2 separate regions of the Oryzias latipes genome follow, and region 2 is linked to region 1. A link is a contact called in public Hi-C data. All regions are on one chromosome and are shown on one strand. The core of a region is the stretch at or near the end of the contact, and the rest is flanking DNA. Distances in the headings are between cores, read along the strand shown. Region 1 has its middle 24 kb from the start of rab11fip2. Region 2 has its middle 12 kb from the start of emx2.

Region 1 (6,757 bases), core at 2,895-5,394:
GTGAGACTCTGGGTTGCAGGTAAAACCCAAAAGACCCTTTAAACATGTTACTGATGAGGAGGAAGAGGGGGAGGACTCAGCTGAACCGTGTGGTCTGAAAATCAAACCAGCATCACGTGTGATCAACAAGCTTCATCGCAGACGCAAGAAACATCAGGAGGAACCAGAAGTCTGACACGATGAAGTGAAAAGCTTTTGTGGGGGCAAATATTTTCACCCCCGAGTTTCTCTGTGCATCCATGGTCTCGTTCAGCTGGAGACACTGCAGAACCCCATGGAAACACTGAAACCATCTTTCACATTCTTTCTGTTATTAAAACTGAAAGACGTGGCGGGGGGGGGGGGGGGTCCTCCTGAAGTTAGCGCTCAGTGATGAAGCTGAAATGATTATTAGCTGCTGCTTCAGATGACTTTCTCTCTTTTAAATCAGCACCAATAACTACAAACAGAATTTCCTGTTGTCTCCTTCCCCTGAAAGTGCAAACGCTGAATTTAAATGAACTTTTCCAACGTGACCCTGACCCCCCCTTCTCTGAAAAATGGTATGAACTTTGACCGATAAACTGCTTTCACGTGTGCGTTGAAGAGCGCTCTCCTTCCAACCACACCTGTGCCTCCTCTGCCTCTTTCTGGACTGCAGTCATTAAAGAGTGCAAAGTTTAGTAAATCAGTCCGTCATAACTCACAGAAGTATTCGCCTCCCTTAAACCTAAAGCAAACTCCTGTCCACGCTCAGCTCCGAGATCGCCGCTCACACTTTTCCCGCTCTGCTGCTCCAAAAGCAGAGGATCCTGAATGCAGCTCTAGATGAGACGGTTCTACACATCTTTACATCCTCACCATTGTTTTTAGAAACTTCAGAAAAACTTTTATTCTGTCCGTTCCTGTTCGTCCGACGCCGTAAAGCATTTAGACTCCAGGTGAGCCAAAAATGTTGGTTGTTGGTGGAAAACGTCTGGGCATAAAGAAGGGAAACTCTGTTTTTGGGCCGGCGGGGGGCCGAAGAGGTGGCGGGAGCTGATGGAGGGGCCACAAACAGAGCCCCTGCTGTTGCTGAAACATCAAATCTGTCAGCAATTAGAGGAAGCCCAAGCAGCTCTTGTCAGCGGACAATGGAGCCAGGGGAGAGTGGGGGGGCAGTTATCAAAGCTGCTAGAGTCCCTTCATTTATCTAAACAGCAGGTTAGTCGTCCAATCTCCGTCTTTGTGGCTTGTTGCTGCTAATGAAAGGAGCGGCACTTCACCCAAAGAGTCTTCCTGAGCAGCACAGCCTGCAGCTGGAGAGGCTGATCCAGGGGTTGATCTCATGCTCCTGCAATGCCGCTTTCTCCCCAACAGCCAATCGGGCGGCCCTCTGCTTGAAGCTGAGGGTGGTGATGACGGGGCTTGGGGGGCTTAGCCCCAAACTTGTTGTTCTGAAAGACGTTTGCTCCTTGAAGGGGCAGAAGCCCTCAGCGACTCTGGGGCTTATTTCTGTTCACTGCAAACGCCATCTCCCACAAATGAACCAGCGGCGAGCAAATGGGGAGGACGGCCCCTCGATGAATGAGAGGCGCGGAGAAACGTCTTCCATGGCGGCTGGGAGCAGAGGGTCTCCGTCAGGACCCTGAGGCGGCACACGCTGCAAACGTCATCCGTGACACAACAAAGGTGTTTGCTTCCTCCACATGGGTTAACCCTGACCACAGAGTCCCTTTGGATCCCTTTGGATCCCTTTGGATCCCTTTGGATCAGTTGAACGCCCTTCTTCTGAGGATGGAGGACAGAAACCAACAAAACTAAGATCAAACAGAATTTCTGAGTGTTTCTCAGAATCAGAAAAAGAAGAAAAATACAGTTTGATAAAGATCGTATTTGTGATGAAGAAACGGAAATGGGCGGGGCCAAAGCCTCTCTGCTCCGCCCCCTTTCTGAGGCAGACAAACAGATCCATGAACGTCTCTGTTTTCCTGGTCTGAGCTGGAATCTGGATCCGAAGTGGACGGATGGATGGATCTGATGTTGCTGCTGCTTTTGACGCACCACTTATGTTAGGTTGGGGGTGTTAGGGCTGTAAGCTAGCAGGAGGGTGTAAACAGAGAGCTCTCAGTAACAGGAAGGAGGCAGGGTCCCGCCCACAACTCAGGGTGAATTTCTAATGCTGCTCTGCAGAAACTATGTCCTAGACAACGACAGGCGAAAAACAGCATCGTGGTCATGAAAAGACCCCTGGGAACAGATCAGAAGATGACGGAGGAGCAAAAGTGTTCATGCAGCTGACTGCAGGGCAGATCGCAGACAGCAGCAGCCTGAAGGTGCAGGCGGGTGGAGTCACCACCCCCCCAGGAGAACAGCCGAGCTGTGCCGTTTCTATTCTGGAGGTTTTTCTGTTCTTTTACCGCCTCGTTTCATCAAACTTCCTTAACTATCAGCCTCACAATTCTCTGTTCCTGTTTCCAACAAGCTTGAAGAAGAATTGGCCCAATTTTTCCAAAGATGGTTGGATGGCAGAGGTCATAGTTCACCGCTGAAAGCTTAAATACGCGTCACATCATGAGTAGAAATGGAGATCAACACTTCTTGATGTCATAAATAGTCATTGTTGGAGTTTAAGGCAGATCTGCCTGCAGACTCCGGTTCCTGCCGTCCCATCGTCAATAAAGAATGCAGTGTCTTAAATATTCCTGTTGATATGGACTCCAGATGAGAAAAATATGAAATTCTATAAATCACCGCCGGCTGATGAACCTTCTGTTTGGCTGTAGAAATGGTGCATCCCTTTGCACTGATTACACACATGCATATTTTCTGAACGGTGGCAGGTTTCACCGGGGTTTACGGAGCTCTCACATGGGACCCGGCGGCTCGTAAACCGGCACGGTCCGGCCTGACGCACGCTAACATCTGCTGCTGAGAACCCCCAGACCTCGGCAGCACGGCGGCGTCTGATCAGGCGGGAAAAGGGAAAAATGACCACGCTCCTGTGAAAGGAGGCGTGCCCAGCTGGAGTGAGGAACGCTCTTCCACTATGTCTTCATGCTCTCACGCTGAGCAGCTGTGCGCCATTTCGCATAAGATGAAGCCTGAAAAAGTGGGCTGCACACATGCGGCCGACCGGGAACAGGAAGCGGGTCTGAATCCGCTCCTCATGACACGCTTCAGAAGTCATTTCACATCACTGAGAGTTATTATCGTTAAACGCTGATATCAGGTCAACCCCGCTGCAAGTAATTAAATCTGTGAGTCGTTTAAGTCCATCAGCAGGGTGTTTATGGGATGTACATTTCTAGAGAGCTCTGCAGGAAATGTCGATTTCCTGCAGCGGCGTTTCGTCTGTGTGCGCCGGAGTGAGTTTGCAGGAAGTACCGGCGCCTGCAGATGAAATTATAGCATTTTTGGGCTGAAAACTCAAAGCAAGAACTTTGTGAATCCCACTTTGCTGCTCTCTCTGCTGAGCGGAGGACCGTTAGTGTTTGTCGGGTTTGTGAGTCAGAGGCACCGTGGAGGTCTGTGCAGGTGGCAGGCCCTGCAGGCCTTTCTGCTTCCTCCTCCTCCTCTCCACAGGTGCTTATTAGCACATATGAGCTGCCACATGTTCCCGGCTCGGCCGCCGCCCGGAGGGGCCAAATCAGTCTTCACCCGTAATCTTCACAGCCCTCACTCTCACTAACGGGGGCACATGGTGGAGCGTTTATGAAGCACTGCAAAAGTGCTGTTATTTTTTCCTGCTCCTCCGTGAACTCCTGGACAGCTCTGGAAGCAACAGCGGCTGCATGTGGGATTCCCGGTTTCAGGTCCGGATGAGCAGCGGCTGCATGTGGGATTCCCGGTTTCAGGTCCGGATGAGCAGCGGAGTCCGTGTAGAGGACACGTTCCTGCAGGAACCTGCAGAGCTCGCAGGTCTTTCTCAGAACACCGATCAAACACGTGGACCGGCACATACAATGTTTTGCACGTGGTCAGCACGGTGGGGGCTCATCCCAATTGCCCCCCCCCCCCGTGTAAGGGGCAGGAGGGGGCTCTGGCGTTTGAAGTGGGCATATGGCCGTCGCATTTGCATTTAATGCTCTTCAGATTACTTGTTTTAACTGGTGCTAAACACCTCACTGGGTTGGGGCTAATTTGATGAGGTCACGCCGCGACCCCGTGACCTCCTCTCTCCATGTTGTCTAAGTGAAACCAGCTGAGTCACAGGGGGGGAGTGTGGGGGCCGCGGCCAGACGGAGCGGTTCGTGGGCCTGGAGCGGCGTGTTTCTGGTCAGGGGGGGATCTCTGCTCCTCATGCTGAAGATTTCCCAGAATCCCATTCAGCTGAGGACAGTCCGGCATGTCTGTCGGAACGTTTACAGCTTGTTTGCATGAATGTTTATGTGCTGGGGTGAGACCCCCCCCCCCCCCCCCCCCCACACACACACACAAACACAATTTAAGTTTAACAGTAGTCCACTTTGTGCAACTTTAGGGTTAAAACAATAAAAAATCGATCTGCATTTATTGACAGCAAAGACACAATCACACATGCGCACACACGTGCACGCCAACCCACACACACACCGTGGAGATGAAAGCCCTCTGCTGGAATGTGAGTGCGGCCTGTTGAAGGACTAATCCACAGCAGCAACCCGGCTCTCTTGTGTTGCTGCACAGATTCTGCAGAATGGTCCCGTATGGTCTGGGGGGCCACATTTTCCTAACCTCCAAGGCCGCCGCTGTGAAGGCGCCTCAAGAGAGCCTCTTTGGTGTCAAAGGGGGAAAGCCATTCAGCTGGAGGCCGGCCTCCGGCCTTTGATCAGTTCACAAGTTACAGTTTTGCCGAGCGGCTTTTTCATGCAAATAGGAAATGTTCAAACGCTGCGTGGAAACGCGTCTCTGACCTTAATGGGGAGGGCTTTAACATCGGAACCTTCTCAGCCGAGGGCCAGCCTGAAAGCCTCCTCAGAGAGGTGAAAGCGCGTTGATCAGGTGGAGACGGCTCCTTTTCAGACCCCCCCAGCCAGTGGCATTGTGTTCACAGAGGGCCGCATTGACTCCCAATTAGGGGATTAGGAGAAAGATTATCAGAAGCGTTTTCAAAACACATAACATTTACAGGCTTTCCCACAGCAGCGAGGATCCACATTCATGCTGGCTCTTAAACCGCAGCGCTTTAGGAGGAGCAGCTGTTCCTGAGTCTGAAGTGTTGGAGGACTCTGATCCTCACCGCGGCCCGGATCAGGCTCCTCAATCTGCCGTGTGTGTGTGTATGCGTGTGTATGTGTGTATATAGGTGTGTGTGTATGCGTGTGCATGTGTGTATATAGGTGTGCATATGTGTGTGTATAGGTGTGTAAAGGGGTGTGTATGTGTGTGTATACGTGTGCATTTGTGTGTGTATAGGTGTGTATAGGTGTGTGTATAGGAGTGTACATGTGTGTATGTGTGTAAATAAATAAATAAAAATGGATTATTACATGTGTGTACGTGTATACATGTGTACATGTGTGTAGGTGTGTATGTGTGTATCTATGTGTGTGTCGTTTGTCTAAATTCGTCCATCCACACTGGACTTTCCCAAACAGGAAGTTCAAAGGTCTTCCCGCTTCCTTCCAGGTATCTCTGCGCTCCGTGTTTCTCTTGGCTCGTCTAAAACGGCCAATTATGTCCTAATAAAGTTCCTGCTGGAGGAGTGGAAGGTGGCGGTGGAGGCGGCGGTGGAGGGGGCGGTGGAGGGGGCGGCAGACCAAACTCTTGTCAAGGTCATGTTATAGAGGAAAGCGCCAACAATGCCAGCGCTAATCCCTCCTCCTCCTCCTCCTCCTCCTCCTCCTCCTCTGCCGCCGCCGCGCTCTGACCCCATCCCAGGACTTTGGGAGAGGACAGGAGGCCCGCCGCTCTCAGCCCGGAGCTGCTGGATTATCTGCCAATTAGCAGCATTTCTGCTGGACGGCATGAATGTAATGTTGGCTATTTTTAATAGCGTTTAATTTCTGCTGCTCTCCTCTCCCCTCCTCCTTTTTAGCCTAATCAAGATTGTCGGCTCTCTCATTTAAAATAAAAGAGCCGGCCTTTAATTTGGCATTAGGAGCGTAGAATCTGCCCCGCCAGCTCAGCATTTGTTGGAGGCGGCCAATGAGAGGGAAGGAAAGACGGAGAAAATCATTTTAGGGGAGATACTGTGAAGGACTCGTGTGAACGGCGTGAGCCTGGCCGTCCTGCTACATTAGCATCAGCTTTGCGCCGGAATAACGTGTTGCCTCTCTATTGTGCCCCCTATGGTGGCAGGTTTTGGTGGGTTTGGATTACGGGACTCCATTACATTCCTCTAATAAGTGGATAAAGCCGCCTCATCCACGGCGGCTGATCCTGAAGTATTAGCGGCCGGTTGCAGCGTTGGGAGGCTGATCTGAGGCCAGTAGATTCCTCGTTATGATGGAAGCTGCAGAAGACGCTGTGATGTCATGCTGGGACGCGAACCTGTTATTTAGAGTCATTCCTGCTGATTGGCACCGCAATAACAAGGCTAAGCGCCGCCCTTTGACCTCAGAGGTGGAGGATCTGCTGCTGGGAGGGGGATTTCCTCAGGTGATGTTTGTGCAGCTCGTTGTGCAGCTGGTTGTGTTGTGGTGCTTTCACACATCTGCTGCAGCTGTTGTGTCACAGCAGTGAGAATGGACGTGTTTGTGTTGTGGTCTTCATTTGCTTAAACTTCATCGTGAGTGGAAGACGGCAGCAAACTGAAGTCTGGATGAAACATTTTGCCATTAAAGATCAAAGCGGCTTGATGGAGAATGACCTTCAT
Region 2 (6,757 bases), core at 2,827-5,326, 150 kb before region 1:
TGGCCGCGCGGCGCCAAAGTGCCGCCGGTTATTTTGTATTTGGAGGCGTGGACATGGCAAATCAGATCACTTCACACATGAAAGGCAGCAGCAGGTCAATTTAATTCTGGCTGCCGCTCTTAACCTGCATCTCAGTGGCCTTTCTGAGGACTCCAGAGGCTAGTTAAAAGGTGTCTGATTCTCACCAGGAATCTAATTAGATCTTTGACGAAGGTCTTCACGGCTCCTTTGGAAAAGAGAAATGCCCTCGCCTCCACGGCACCGCGGCCTCCGCCGTCCCTCTGCTCCCTGCTTTTCTGGAGAAAAACAAAGTCCTGCAGGCTAATGAAGTTTGTAATTAAGGGGATTCTGTTGGGCTGAATGAGTAATTAGGACGGAGCTTCTCAGGGGTGATAATGATGGTCAGGCTCAGTGGAGCAGCAGCTGATTGGCCAAAGAGAGGCGTCTTTCAGGGCAGGAAATGAAGAAGAAAGAGGAAGGCTGCTTCTGGCCTGAATAGCTGCTGGAATCTGTGGTAGCAAACGTCTTCTCTGCTGTGCTGTCATTAAAGATGAGAAACATGTGAGTGTGAGGAATTATGGGAAAAGCAGCTGTTCCTGCGTGTGGCTTTCAGCTCCTGTTCATCCGTCAGAGTTTTCTGATATGTTGCTAAATCAGATGTAATCGGCTGCGGGACAGGCCGGCGCTCGGCGCCCGGAGCCGACATCTTCATCGGAATGATCACATTTACTTCAGATTGGTCGACTGTGCTGCTGATAAAGAAAGTTCACCTGGCCTCAATTAACTATATTTATCTCTGATTATCCCTCCATGAGATTTCTGCTCCGCCTGAAAGATTAGCATTATTAGGAGTCACTTGCACAGGATGAATACGTTTGCAGACAAAGTGACATCTCCTGAGGAGCAGAAATTAAATCAGTCAAGTGAAAAAAGGCTCTTAAGCCACGCCCACGTTCTGCTGATGTGATGACCCTCGTCACCAAAATGAAAATGACTTGTTTTGGACATTTTGGAGACGCAGAAACCGACTGCAGAAACAAAGTCAGGACTGAACCACGATGAGGGCGTCTCTAAACAGAGCTGATCTCTGCTCTGAAAAGTCATTTCCACAGTTTGGAGCAGCGAGCGGCCGCTGTGAGGCACAACACCTGGGCTTTGAACCCGTGACCTCACATCTGAGTGCTCTTGATGAAGGCCCCTCTGCCTCCCGGTCAACTGGAGGATCAGCCTGGACAGACACAGCCAGAACTCTTCATTTCCTTTTTCGCCTGCAACCAGCCCTTCCACAGGAACAATCATACCTGGTTTCAGGTGACCGCGATTCCCGAGCTGCCATTTCCGTCAGGACGAGTCACCTCTGAACTGTGAGAAGCAGACACAAAGATCCAGATGCTGATGTTGTCCTTCAGCTTGTTTTAATCGAATCTGTCAGGTTCAACCAACTCTTTGGCGGTTTTCTCTGAAGGACCGCCCCCTCTGGCATGAAAGGCTGCAGGCTCGGCTGCAGACTCATTACAGGTTAAGTAGAGCAGGTGTTTGTCAGCTCCAGGCAGACCTACGTGGATGAGGCATTTTTATGTAAGCTATTTCCTCACACATTAGTCTTCTGTGAGTGGAGGCTTCGCCCGGCCCATCCCTCATCGTCCAGCGCGACCTCTCCGCCCTCGGGGCTGCAGGCAGGCCTGAGATAAAAAAGAAAACGCTGAAAAACGGCCGGAGGAATTCTAAATATTAGTGGTTGTAAATCAGCCCCCAGTGGCCTGTGAATAGTAATTATCCTTTTCAATCTTCCACAAAAGATCATTTTGTTGTAAAAACACCTCGCTGTCAGTCTTTCAGTGGAGCTGGAAGCGCGTGATCACAGAATCTCTGGAATTCAGAAGGAGGAAGCTGAGCTCTTATCGGACTCATCAATACCTTCCAAACACGATTCCCTTCGCTGCAGAAGAGCTGGATTTCCTGCAAAGGCCGCTGGAGGAGAGGCCGCCCGCCCGGTTATAGCGATCTGATGGGAACACTGATTTGTACTGATGGCGGTCAGCCCATGTGGCATTTTCTCAGCTGTTTAAACCTTTGAACCATACTACCCTCCCTCCCCCTTTAAGGGCTCTTACCCCCCAGAAGAAGTTCACTGCCCCTCTGAACTCTGCTGGGATTTAACAGACTTAATGGTCACCATCTCTGCAGGAAGAAAAGGCTGCAATCAGCAGCTTTTCTCCTGTGTTTAAGGTGACTGAACTCCAATTCCAAATAAAGACTCGAGTTAACCTCATTAAGCCTGCTCACACACAAGATACATAATTATTCCTGAGAGGATCGGCAGCGCTCACACAAATTAGAAAGATGATTAAGCTGCCATTGCATCTCTCCACTGACCACAGAGCCAATCTGGTGACTTGGAGCCGTTGTTTGCACTCACAACAGGAGCCTTTTAGCTGAGGTCATTTTTGGCAGAAGCTCAGTGGAGCTGCTCCTGAACACGTCTCCTGGAAGCCCGCCTCCTCAGGTGTTTGTGGATCAGACTAACACGAGGGGAGGTATATTCTTTCCAGTGACAGACACTGCAGCTCCAACCTGGAGCCTGTTTGGGAGGAGCAGGCGCTCGTAAAAATTCAATCTGAACGACAACTCACTTCTGAAGTGTGCAATGCATCTGGCCTTGTGTGTGGGGGGGGCTGTTAGTTGCCCCGGAAAGTCGTCCACCTGCATCAAAGACGCCTTAAAAGCTTCCTGAAGCAAGAGGAAGCGTTTCGGTCTTTCTGAGCGCGCTCAGTCACACAGTAACTGTAAATCTGGAGGATTTCTGCATTCCGACCCAGATCCTATGATACCAAAAGTGCAGAATATTGTTTTCCACACGCATGTGCAGCACCAACACACGTGAGCTGCAGTCTCCCTGCAACATTGTGATTAGATCTAGGCCGAACCTTTTCGTAAAAATATGTCCAGAGGAAAGATAAGTGCATGCAGCTGGATGCACTTTGGAGTGTAATTCCCCTTTGTCATTGGAAGTGCTCATGCACAGGTCCCAGCAAAAAGGCTTTTGCATCCCAGCAAACCAATTGTGAGGAAATTGTTGCTCACATTTTTGCCTTAAGATATGCAGAAAAGCAGCTTGTGAGAAGTTGCTGGCCGTGTGCAGGGACAAGTTGTTTTTTTTTCTGGCGAGGGAAGTGTGAAGAAGAGGAGCACGCTGCTGGTGGAGTGCCAGCTCCGCCTCCTGGGGTTTCACGCATAACAACCTTGCATGTGCACAGCTAGTAAAAGTAAAGCATTGATTTAAGAGGGCACTTCTTCTTTCCACAGCTCTGGCAAAACAAGCTCCCATGTTTGGATAGAGGCTGTAAGCAGCTCACTGACCTGCGCTGTGGGTCAGATTAAACCCCCACCTCCACACCTCCCTCCTTTGAACCTTTTTTGGCCCAGCACAGAACATGAGAAAAGGGAAAGTGCGCTTCAGGTCAGGCAGGCCTGCCAGCCGGGTCAAGGGAGTTACTCAGGAAAACAGGAAACTGACAAGAGAGACAAATGATAGGTCTCACCCAAACACGGGCATTTAACCAGTTTGCCAAGACGATGATCATCCATAATTGCTTCAAGGGTAACACTTATAGAGTCTCTGAACGATGCGCGTCCTGGGAGATTTCATTTCAGAAGGAAACCACTTTCCTCCAGCAATTATCACAGCTCTGTCCATCACTGGTGTTAATTCCACTGAGGTGTGGATGCTGGAATGCTGAAAGTATTCCCAAACTGGAGCAATCCCGAGGAATGACCACAAAGGGAGCTCCGAAACTCATAAAAATTAGAGCGTTCAACAGAAAAGCTAGAACGCAAACATTGTGACATGTGACCCCTCTGAGAGACCCTTCAAAATAAAACCCTTCTGCATTTTCTCAGAACAAGCTGGAGGGAGATTGTGTATGTGTGTGATTGTGATTATGTATGTGTGTGATTGTGTGTGCAAATCAGATAAACAGCTGTGGTGGGGGGAGTGGAGTTGGTGGGAGGGGCTTGGTGAGTGGAGCCAATCAGTGATCTTTCTGTGCTTAGTGGTGCTGTAAGATCTGCTAAACTGGCCCTAACCTCCTCGGTTGCAGCAGATGTGGGAGTGGGTGGGGGGCAGGCGGAGGCAAGGGCGTAGGTCTGTCAGCATGGAGTTAATCTGAACCTGGGGCAGCACGTTCACTCCTGATGGAGGCCAGAGATAGGACTCCACCGTGACAGAGGAGGATGAAAGATCACCTCCACCTGCAAGGAGCTGCTGAAAGTGACAGCTCATTCAAAGAGGCCTCTGCTGTCAGCCATGGAGGAAAGCTCTGCTCTCATTGGCTCATCCTTTATGCTACCTTAGGAGCAACTGCTCACAATCCAAACTGCATTCCTCATGAAGACACAAGCCGGCCTTTTCTACAAACTGCAAGACAATAAAAACGTCTTCCCAGCGTCAGCAGAATCCTGTGGGATCTGCCCCCTCCCCCGAGAAGATTCATCTGCATCATGAAGAAATCTGGAGGATTGAAGATCTTTTCTGTCTTAACACCATAAGACTGGAGATCCAGTTGTGATGCGCCTTTAGCTCAAATTGGTGGGAAACATTGTAGCGGTACAAATCTGGTCAATCTTTCTCCAGGCGTTTCCTTTCTCAGCTCCATTCCGATAAATGAAAGACTTGGTGTCATACAATTCCAGCTGGACACACACTGAAATTAATCATTTCTACACGGTTGGAAATGAAATCACTACCAAACCATAGTCCCAGATTGGTCAAAATTAAAAATTTTAAAATGTGCGTAGTGATGCGTGAATACGGGAGTTTTGAAGAAGCACAAAGGCTGAATTACACGCGTTTACATACACCTGTCATGGTAAGAGGCCGGTGTAAACGCACTGTCACAACTCTCAGCGGTAAACATGTCCTCTGCTAACCTGAACAGATAACCTGTGTTGGGAACAGAGGACCCATTTTGGGAAGCGTAGAACCCGTGTTGGGAACATAGAACCCGTGTTAGGAACATAAAACCCGTGTTGGCAACATAGACCCAGTGTTGGGAACATAGAACCTGTGTTGGGAAGCGTAGAACCCATGTTGGGAGCCGTAGAACCTGTGTTGGGAACATAGAACTTGTGTTGGGAAGCGTAGAACCCATGTTGGGAACATAGAACCCATCTTTGGAACATAGAACCCATAGAACCAGTGTTGGAAACATAGGAACAGTGTTGGGAACATATAACCCGTGTTGGGAACAAAGAACCAGTGTTGGGAAGGGTAGAACCTATGTTGGGTCCATAAAACCTGTGTTGGGAACATAGAACCTGTGTTGGGAACATAGAACCCGTCTTTGGAACATAGAACCCGTGTTGGGAAGTGTAGAACCCATGTTGGGAACATAGAACCCGTGTTGAGAACATAGAACCTGCGTTGGGAAGCGTAGAACCCGTGTTGAGAACATAGAACCTGTGTTTGGAAGCGTAAACCTGTGTTGGGAACATAGAACCAGTGTTGGGAACATAGAACCAGTGTTGGGAAGCGTAGAACCTATGTTGGGAACATAGAACCAGTGTTGGGAACATAGAACCTGTGTTGGGAAGCGTAGAACCCGTGTTGGGAACATAGAACCCGTGTTGGGAACATAGAACCCATGTTGGGAACATAGAACCTGTGTTGGGAAGAGTAGAACCCGTGTTCGGAACATAGAAACCCGTGTTGGGAAGCGTAGAACCTGTGTTGGGAAGCGTAGAACCAGTGTTGGGAAGCGTAAAACTTTTGTTGGGAACATAGACCCAGTGTTGGGAGCATAGAACCTGTGTTGGGAAGCGTAGAACCCATGTTGGGAGCCAAAGAACCTGTGTTGGGAACATAGAACTTGTGTTGGGAAGCGTAGAAACCATGTTGGGAACATAGAACCCGTCTTTGGAACATAAAACCCATAGAACCAGTGTTGGAAACATAGGACCAGTGTTAGGAACATATAACCCGTGTTGGGAACATAGAACCAGTGTTGGGAAGCGTAGAACCTATGTTGGGTCCATAAAACCTGTGTTGGGAACATAGAACCTGTGTTGGGAACATAGAACCCGTCTTTGGAACATAGAACTTGTGTTGGGAAGTGTAGAACCCATGTTGGGAACATAGAACCCGTGTTGAGAACATAGAACCTGCGTTGGGAAGCGTAGAACCCGTGTTGAGAACATAGAACCTGTGTTTGGAAGCGTAAACCTGTGTTGGGAACATAGAACCAGTGTTGGGAACATAGAACCAGTGTTGGGAAGCGTAGAACCTATGTTGGGAACATAAAACCAGTGTTGGGAACATAGAACCTGTGTTGGGAAGCGTAGAACCCGTGTTGGGAACATAGAACCCGTGTTGGGAACATAGAACCCATGTTGGGAACATAGAACCTGTGTTGGGAAGCGTATAACCCGTGTTCGGAACATAGAAACCCGTGTTGGGAAGCGTAGAACCTTTGTTGGGAAGCGTAGAACCTTTGTTGGGAAGCGTAGAACCAGTGCTGGGAAGCGTAGAACCCGTGTTCGGAACATAGAAACCCGTGTTGGGAAGCGTAGAACCTGTGTGGGGAACATAGAACCAGTGTTGGGAAGCGTAGAACCAGTGTTGGGAACATACAACCAGTGTTGGGAACATAGAACCTGTGTTGGGAAGCGTAGAACCGTTTTGGGAAGCGTAGAACCCATGTTCGGAACATAGAAACCTGTGTTGGGAAGCGTAGAACCTGTGTTGGGAACATAGAAACCC

What was found. Hi-C and Micro-C count contacts between places; a contact is called where the count stands out from the background.
Region 2: a Hi-C map of fibroblasts shows a contact between it and region 1, with 1.7 times the contacts expected there. The contact joins two enhancer-like sites. A contact is called at or near these places in 2 of 5 Hi-C or Micro-C datasets (embryo and fibroblasts).

The regions. Positions count from the first base shown.
Region 1 is chr15:30,099,713-30,106,469 of ASM223467v1, reverse strand. No RefSeq gene overlaps it. Among protein-coding and RNA genes, the nearest start is that of rab11fip2, 24 kb to the left of the region's middle. Within about 2 kb of position 4,144, at least 5 of the 8 cell types and tissues checked have an H3K27ac peak or open chromatin away from gene starts, as enhancers often do.
Region 2 is chr15:30,247,095-30,253,851 of ASM223467v1, reverse strand. No RefSeq gene overlaps it. Among protein-coding and RNA genes, the nearest start is that of emx2, 12 kb to the left of the region's middle. Within about 2 kb of position 4,076, at least 2 of the 8 cell types and tissues checked have an H3K27ac peak or open chromatin away from gene starts, as enhancers often do.